2 separate regions of the Gossypium raimondii genome follow, and region 1 is linked to region 2. A link is a contact called in public Hi-C data. All regions are on one chromosome and are shown on one strand. Each heading gives the region's core, a stretch centred on a gene start, on an enhancer-like site or on the middle of the called end of the contact. The rest is flanking DNA. Distances are from core to core; before and after follow the strand shown.

What was found. Hi-C and Micro-C count contacts between places; a contact is called where the count stands out from the background.
Region 1: a Hi-C map of leaf shows a contact between it and region 2, with 2.2 times the contacts expected there. The contact joins the promoter of LOC105772914 here to the promoter of LOC105772314 in region 2. A contact is called at or near these places in 2 of 2 Hi-C or Micro-C datasets (both in leaf).

Annotation. Positions count from the first base shown.
Region 1 is chr6:28,535,559-28,539,848 of ASM2569854v1, reverse strand. It overlaps LOC105772914, which reads right to left and starts at 1,826. Exons shown (of 20, transcript XM_012594410.2): 1 at 1,374-1,826; 2 at 1,088-1,132; 3 at 177-215. The coding sequence starts at 1,703.
Region 2 is chr6:28,367,263-28,371,952 of ASM2569854v1, reverse strand. LOC105772314 (cytochrome P450 78A7) reads left to right here and starts at 1,743. Exons shown (of 2, transcript XM_012593610.2): 1 at 1,743-2,767; 2 at 2,847-3,517. The coding sequence starts at 1,775. The coding sequence ends at 3,488.

The sequences.
Region 1 (4,290 bases), core at 577-3,076, 170 kb before region 2:
AAAAGCCCTTTCCTATAATTTGAGTGCATATAACAAGAAGACCCATTGCAAAAACCAAGTTTAACAAACCAAAGCAGACAGAGGACCCAACATGCATCACAAGTTTAAAGGAAAATTAGAAAGCACGTAAATTTGTGAAGCACATGAAACTTATCCTAGATGCTACGAGAACTTACAGGTCGTGATGAAACAGCTTGAGCAATTTTAATGTATGCCTACAAAGAAGAAAGAAAGAAAACTAAATTTCTTTAAAAATGAAATCAAATCAAAGGTGATTCCAAGTTATTAGCAATCTAAATCCAAGCACAATAGTATATAATTGTTTGTGTGTTAGTAAAAAGAGGCTAAACATTAAGAGACAGTATAGCTTCTGGCCAAAAGAAAAGTCTATATGGCAGAAAACTCCATAGAAGAAATTCTCTTTAACAATTTTTTTCAGACAACTTTTCAAAGATACATTTAAGACAGACCCAGAAAGAATTTGAATTTGAGTAACAGTGCATCTTAATGGAAAAATGGGAAGTATAGCTGATCTGCAGAAAAATGAAATGACAGCATAAACCGCTCTAGTGGCTAAAACATGAATGATAAAGTAAACATCACATTAATATCTATATCATGATTTTCTAGAATTTTCAGGTGACATTTAAAGTGAACAAGCTTTTACTTCCTGCTGCCCCTGCCCCCTTTTTCCCTTTATCTCTATGATGATCGAATCATTTGTTCAGCTGCACTTTGCATTCTCTAAAACATTGTGAACCTTTTTCCACTATTTTCCACAAATATTTTAAACATTGACTGAATTTTCTGTACCATTTAACTTTTTTAAGTACCGATGAACTGGAATTTTGAGAAAAACAAAGCTACAAAAAAGCGCAATGTTCAGTAGAAAAAAATCATAACTTAACAGTAAAATTTAAATAGGGGACAGGTGAAAATGTAAAGATATCAGCCAAATGATGGTCGGTTTGATTATAAAGGGAATCAGTTAATAGATGAACTAACAGAAATTTAAATCTCCCCGAGCTTAACATGCAAGACAAACGCTTTATAACTGAATCTTATGCACAATACTGAAATAATATACCGGCCCAAGTTCCACCAGAATTTTTCGAAGCTCGGCAGCTCTAACCTGCAAATCAGCAACAGGAAAAATCAAAATTTCAAGAAAACTTCAAAATATGTAAGGCTTCCTTCGGCTGAAATTAAAATTTTGGAATAATAAAAAATTGAATTTTTAACTTTTGGGAGTAACAACACATAATTCTAATGGCGTAAAAATTTAGAAAACGGAGTCAAATAAATTCGACGTCAGCATCAATTTTCTCAGAAAGTGAGTCTACTTTAAACGTAAGGAGTAATTAAAGTTAAACCTTGAACATTTGATCGGATCGTTCCATAAGATTATCAATATATCGAACTCCGAACCATTTTCCAAAAGTAGTACCGACTTGAATAAGCCGACGCAACAAAATCAGGGGTTTTCTTCTATAAATAGCGGCGATTCGTGAAGGGCTGTAATCGAGTAAGGACTCAGCCTCAAAGGCACTGAGCTGGAAAAGGTAACCTGACTTCTTCGTGAAAGAATCAACTTCAAGTCCCGCAGCGGCGCGTATGATGGGGCGTGGTTTTGAACGGAAGCTAAGTTTTGGAGTGGCGGGAAAGGAGTGGATTGGAGAGGAAGGAAGAAGTAGTGGAACCATTTACTCCTTTTTCGGTGTAACTGTTTCTGTTTAAACTTTTTTTCGGTTCTTTTTCATGAAAATATGAAAGAGTTAGAGAAATAGAAATGGTATGCGATGGACAAAATAGGAAAAATAAAATGTGACAGAATAATAAATGCTGAAGTTATAAAATTATGTGAAAAAAGAAAGAGGAGCAAGCGTACAGGCACCGTCCTTTTTTTTGGTCCTTTAATATTTTATCCATTTCCAAGTGATGCGTACCTGCCTCCTGCCAGAAAATAAAAAATTTAATTTTTTCCATATCTTAACATCGGGTAGGATCTAATTAGTGTACTTTATTCCTAAATCACACCATATACATATAGAAAGTACAAATTTAGAATATAAATAAATATTTAAAATTAGTATATAATAATAAAATATACGAGTTGAAACTAATTAATAATAAGGTAAACTATTATAATAGCCACTTTTGTTTATTTTATGTTACATTTTAGTTATTTATGTTTAAAATATTATATTTTAGTCACTTACGTTATTGCATTATAACATTTTAGTCACTGAACTATTAATTCCAATTAATAGTATAACGATAAACTGACGTGGCATGTTAAACCATCAGTTCAAACAAAATTTTTAGGTTAATTTATACAATCGGTCCCATATTTTTTGGTTTTGAGTAATTTTTTTTATTATATTCTTTTAACTTTTTTTTTCCATTCCCTTCTGCTTTTCCCTCTATTTCCCTTCATTACCTATTTCTTTTAACATAGTTTTTCTATGTTTTTCATTTATTAAAACTAGAATCTATACTTTTATTTTTTTTGAACAATTTAATTTTTTTCGAGTGAGGTGAGATTGTGGACTAGTTTTAACAAATGAAAAACATAGAAAAACTACGTTAAAAGAAATGAGGAAGGGAGGAAAACAGAGGGAGAAGTAGAAGAGAATGAAAAAAAAAGGAAAGTTAAAAGAACATGAAAAAAATTAAATTGCTCAAAATGAAAAATATATATGAACCAATTGTAGAATTTAACCTAAAATTTTTATTTGAAATGATAATTTAACGTGTCACATTAGCTTACTGTTACACCGTTAACGGCTCAGTGACTAAAATGTTACAATGTGATAACGTAAGTGACTAAAACGTAACATTTCAAACAAAAGTAACTAAAATGTAACATGAGGCAAACAAAAGTAACTATTTTGGTAGTTTACCCTTAATAATAAATATGTGCGATGTTAAAATGAAAATAAATTAGATTAAAATTGTTCATTATGGTGTTGTCATCAATCTTGAGTGTCGAGTTAATTTGTTACACCAACTCAATGAAATACATTAACATAGATACACAATTGATATACGTAATAAAGTGTGCATGATAAAAATTAAAATTAAAATATCAAAATAAAGTTTTAGCTAAGTGGTAAATTAAATATTTTACTAATGCAATTGGTTCAATTCAAATCTCATCATATTCACACTTTTATTGGTTTTTAAAATAAAAGACTAAATTACACTTGAATAATATAACTTATTTTAACTATGAAAGAGTATTTTGTAATTTCTCTAATCGAGTGATGACTCAATTTGTTTGAGTGGCGAATTTAAAGTTTTTCAATGTAATTGGTATGGATTTAAATCCCACTATATGTATTTTTTAAATTAAAAGATTAAACTGCACTCGAATAATATAACTTACTTTAAATATGGAATGTCATTTTGTAATTTTTTAATCAAGTTAATGCTCGGTTGACTCGTAACACCAACTCAAGAAGATATTTTATTAATAGTATAAATATATATTAAATTTAAACAAACTAATGTGATTTTATTATTAAATAGTTATCTAATTTTTTTCAAATATCTACCTCATATGAATTACATTTATTAAATTAGACAAGTAGTTGAACATTGATATAGTTAAAACAAATAAATAAAAATAACAATTAAATAAGAAAAGAATTGTCAATTGAAAAGAGAAGAATTCTCAACCCCATATATTATATCTTATAGTATTAACCGGAGATTTATAGGCTTTTATGGGTATTAGAAGGAAAAAAAAAAACAGCTGAATCTTGGGATTTCCTTCAATAACTAGGGCAGGATTAAAGTTTATTGTGGATGATTTTAGGTGATTTTAATGAGATACTTCCTTTCAGGAAAAAAAAAAAAAGAGGTCGTATTCGAGATGATCTATAGATAGAGGACTTTCGAGCAACATTGGATTTATGTAATCTGATAAATATGGTTTATCAAGGAAGATGGTTCACTTAATAGCGGGGGAATTTTGTTGATAACAATATCAGGGAGAGGCTTAATCGAGGTGTTGCCAATTCCGCCTAGTGTGAGGTATTTTCTAGTTTCGTGCAGTCTTCACTAAAATGGTTACAACTTGAGCTATCGAACTCGAAATCAAGTGATTCAATGTATGCTTCAAAGCTAAAAGATAGATATTCAAATTCTATGAAGACATCTCAACCGAGAAATAACTGGATCCCATCCAAAAAGTCAACTCAAGTCGATTGATTTTACAAACTTGAAATTGGAAACTTCAATGAATGGTATTTAATAAATTTCACCCCATTCGTGTTTGTATCATTC
Region 2 (4,690 bases), core at 494-2,993:
AATCCTTAATGAAGATGAACTGGAAGGGTAGTCATAGCTAAAGATGATAAATAGCTAATCGAGGATAAGTAATTATTTAATTAGATAATTAGGGATTTAATCAATCATAGGCTAGATGCTCACATTGTCGACACTAAGAATAGGAAAGTCCATTAGGTTAATTTTAGGTTAGTTAATTTAATTAGTTTAATTGAAATAATTTTATTTGGATTAACACTACTAATTCGTGACTCGATTAGATTAGTAATTATTTTCTGTAATTAATTTAATATTAATCTCTCTAATCTGCAATCTCTTAGGTATGATCCTCGGAATACTTACCAATATTTCGTTGTACTAAACTATATTACAATTTGTCTCATACACTTGCTGACACTGTCGATTTAATTTAATATATTTTTAGTGTGATATTTATTCTATAAATGATAACAAGTTTATAGGTGATCATTCACCCTACTCGGAAAAGAGCCATATAGTCTTGTTAGAGAGGTTATGATTTGGTTAAGCAAAGGAAAAAGATGATCAAGAGAGAAGGAAGAAAGTTGAGTCAACAAGGTGAGAGAGTAAGGGAACATGGCTCTTTTTGGGTTGAAGACTGTTTATATAGGTAGATCTAGTGGATGACATGATGTTGCTTAAATTGTAGAGTATATAGGTGTTAAGTGATGGTTGTTCTATTGGAGTGGTCTGGTTGATTTGCGTGTTTCTCACTTTCTAAATCAATAGTACCCTTGACGAAGATAAACTAACATAGTCAGCGATATGAACATCAGTGAAGGTAGACGAATGATGAGGAAGGTCATTATTTTTCTTTTTTCTTTTTTCTTTTTTTTTGCAAGGACGAAGGTCATTATGTTTAACAAATATAATAAACAACTGCCTAAATTAGAAGTTTTTCTTTTTGGTGTCTGGATTTGAACACCTCAACCCAGCTCTTGGGAAATTTTAATTATATCTAACAAAATCATGAAGTCAAACCATAATATGTTGGTTGATTAAGAATAAGATCTTAAAAAAGAAAAAAGAAAAAAAGATAGAGATATGTATCTAGATTCTCAACTAATGGAATTTGCTTATAGATGTAGATAAAATGAACTTTGGAACACTAGAGAATAACAGATTTTATTATGTAATTAATGTTGAGCAACAGAAATTAATAATAATGTCATTAAACAGTAACAATCCGAATATATTAAGTGCTACATTTTTTTATGGTCTAAATAGTTTAATTAACAATTAATTATGTTGATTGTTAAGGTGATTCTATCAATATCATTGCCAACAACGGACCTCATTAATAATAACTCATTTTGTTAATTATGAAATGTATAAATTTATATGTTGATATTAAATTATATGATGACACTTGCTTAAAAATAAGTATAATTTTAACACATGGCATTACTTAATTCATTATTGGCGTATAAACTAAATGATTAGGTTTTTTCTTTGTTCAAAACAAATCTTAAATAGAATTCTCACAGCCAAGAATTTAGTTAGGGCTGACCAGATTTGACCCTGTGTGAACTAATGGAAGATGTAAGATTATCCATCCCCATATAGAACGCATGCATAATTTTGATTAATACTTTTTTTAAGCAATAATTATTGTAGGATAGCTTACCAAACAAACAAAGATTCGAAATAAATAAATAAATAGAGCTCTATACAGTAATGCCTATTTAAGCCGCTGGTGTGTGTCACCAGCCAAGCCCCAAGTGCCTTCCTCGGTGATCTCCCAACTCTGCTAGCATTTTTCATTTGTTTCATAAGTATGGGTTTGGCTCCTATTTGTATCGACAAAACCTGGTGGGTCTCAACGTTCCCAGCTATTGTAAAAGCAAATAACTTAGTAGATGGTTTCCTTTTGTTTAGCATTTTCATGGCAGTTTTATTGGGTGGGTTTTTAACTTGGGCTTTATCCCCTGGGGGTTTAGCCTGGAAAAATGGCAGAAACCGATTAGGTGGGGTCCCAGTCCCTGGTCCCAGAGGGTTCCCTTTCTTTGGCAGTTTATTCAGCCTAACCCACGGTTTGGCTCATCGAACCCTTGCTTGCATGGCTTCAAAACAAGCCGCTACCAATCTCATGGCTTTTAGCCTTGGATCAACTCCTGCTGTTATAACATCCGATCCCCAAATTGCTCGTGAAATCTTGACCTCTCCTCATTTTGCTAACCGTCCGATCAAAGCAACAGCTAAGAAGCTAATGTTTAGCCGGGCCATTGGCTTTGCTCCCGATGGTACTTACTGGCGGCTTCTAAGGAGGATTTCATCCACTCACCTCTTTGCTCCAAAGCGCATTGCAGCCCATGAAAAGAGTCGCCAACTAGACTGTGGCTCCCTGTTATGTGCCATTGCTAAAGAACAGTCCTCCAATGGAATTGTTGTTTTACGCAAACACCTTCAAGCAGCAGCTCTTAACAATATAATGGTAACAGTATTCGGTAAAAGATATGACCTCTGCCAAGGTGATGACGACGAAGCTAAAGAGTTGCAAGAGATTGTAAGAGAAGGGTTTGAGATATTGGGAGCTTTTAACTGGTCGGATTATCTACCTTGGCTGAGCTACTTTTATGACCCTTTTCGAATCAATGAACGCTGTTCAGTTCTTGTCCCCCGAGTGAAAAAACTAGTGAACCAAATCATCGAACAACATCGTTTGAATCAATCATCAAAGGTTGCTGATAGTTCAGATTTCGTTTCTGTGTTGTTATCTTTAGATGGCGACGATAAACTCAATGAGGAAGACATGGAAGCAGTCTTGTGGGTGGGTATTAATTTATAATTTCTTTAATTATTATATATTTTGAAGTTCAATTAACGAGTTCGATCGCTTGTGTTGGCAGGAAATGATCTTTCGGGGAACGGATACAACTGCGCTTTTAACTGAGTGGATCATGGCCGAGTTGGTATTGAACCCTGAGATTCAATCCAAGCTTCACCAGGAGCTTGTTGTTGCAGTGGGAGACAAGAGCGTGACAGATGCTGATGTGGCTAACTTACCCTACCTTCAAGCAGTAGTCAAAGAAACCCTCAGGTTGCATCCACCTGGGCCGCTCCTTTCATGGGCAAGGATATCCACGTCAGATGTCCAACTCAGTAATGGCATGGTGGTCCCATCAGACACTACAGCCATGGTCAACATGTGGGCCATAACCCATGACCCAAATGTGTGGGAGGATCCACTTGTTTTCAGGCCAGAGAGGTTTGTTAAGTGTCTAGGTGGAGCTGAGGTGGATGTGAGGGGTGGTGATCTTAGGCTTGCACCGTTTGGGGCAGGACGAAGGGTCTGCCCTGGCAAGAACTTGGGGCTGGTCACAGTGGGCCTTTGGGTGGCTAAGTTGGTTCAACACTTCAAATGGGTTCAAGATCTGGCTAACCCAGTCGAGCTAACCGAGCTGCTTAAGCTGTCCTGTGAGATGAAGAATCCTCTGCGCGCCATGGCTATTCCAAGAAACAGTATTCTACGACGGTCAGGAGACTGGTAAAAGAATAAATAAAAGCCAAGGGATATAATGTTTCCTCCACGTTGTCTTTGTAAACCTCGTTGGTTTGTTCTATTGTAATAACATAAAGTAGCCGTATCTATAATTGGTTATCTAAACTAATTATCAAAAAAATATTGGTGTCTTAATTATGAATCTCTTTTTTGCGTGCATTAAATTATGATGGAAAAAAAATTAACATTTACACGTGGAAGCAAAAGAAAAGAATCGCCTTTTTGGATTGACTTAAAAAGCCCAATTTGAATATTTAGTCCTCCATGCCATCAATGCTTTGATTTCGGTTTTATTTTTTCAAGTAGTTATCTAAATTTTTTGTGGTCAACTTCGGTACTCGAATTATTGTGTCGTTACTCATTTAACCTCAAACCTTAGTGTCGTTTGGCCAATTAGAAGCTACCATGTCACCATGCAATTGTATTTTTAAATTTTACATCAAATTTTTTAAAAAAAATATTGGGAAAAAAATAAAAATTATTTTTAATAAAATTTATTACAATAATTAATAGATTTTTACCCAAAAAAAAACCGATCATTTTTCCCAACTAAACCGTAACCTTTCTTATTTGTTTGGTTTTAGTAATTAAAACTATACTTGCTTAGGTCACCCATTTAGACTCGAAAAATAGACTTGGGTAAAATTTAAGGCCCGTTTTCAATATAGATCGAGTCTTTTACCTCGAGTCTAGCCCAACCCGAATATATTATGTTATAAAAATATATTATATTAATTATATATGTTAAATAATTATATATATTTATATTTATATTTATATTTATATTTATATTTATATTTATATTTATATTTAATCACTAACTCAATAACAATTAAACTCATTACTCAAACCTAAAAAAAAAACTTACCAACAGCCCAATCCAAAATATAAATTTTAAAATTTATATTTAATACAATAAAATCTTTATTATATTTATTTGTGTTTTAATATAACAAAACATTTATTATATTTATGGTAGTGTTTTTAATATAAATAATTTTAATTTATTTTTAATGTGTTATAAAATTTTTATTTTAGTGTTTTTAGTGCATCTAGTGTATTATATTTTTTAAAAAATTATTTTAAAATAAAAAATCAAATATGGGCAAGCCGGGTCAAGGCCGAATTTACCTTAAATTGGGTCGGGCTTAGGCAAAAAAAGTAAGCCCATTTTTCGGGTCAGGTCGAGTC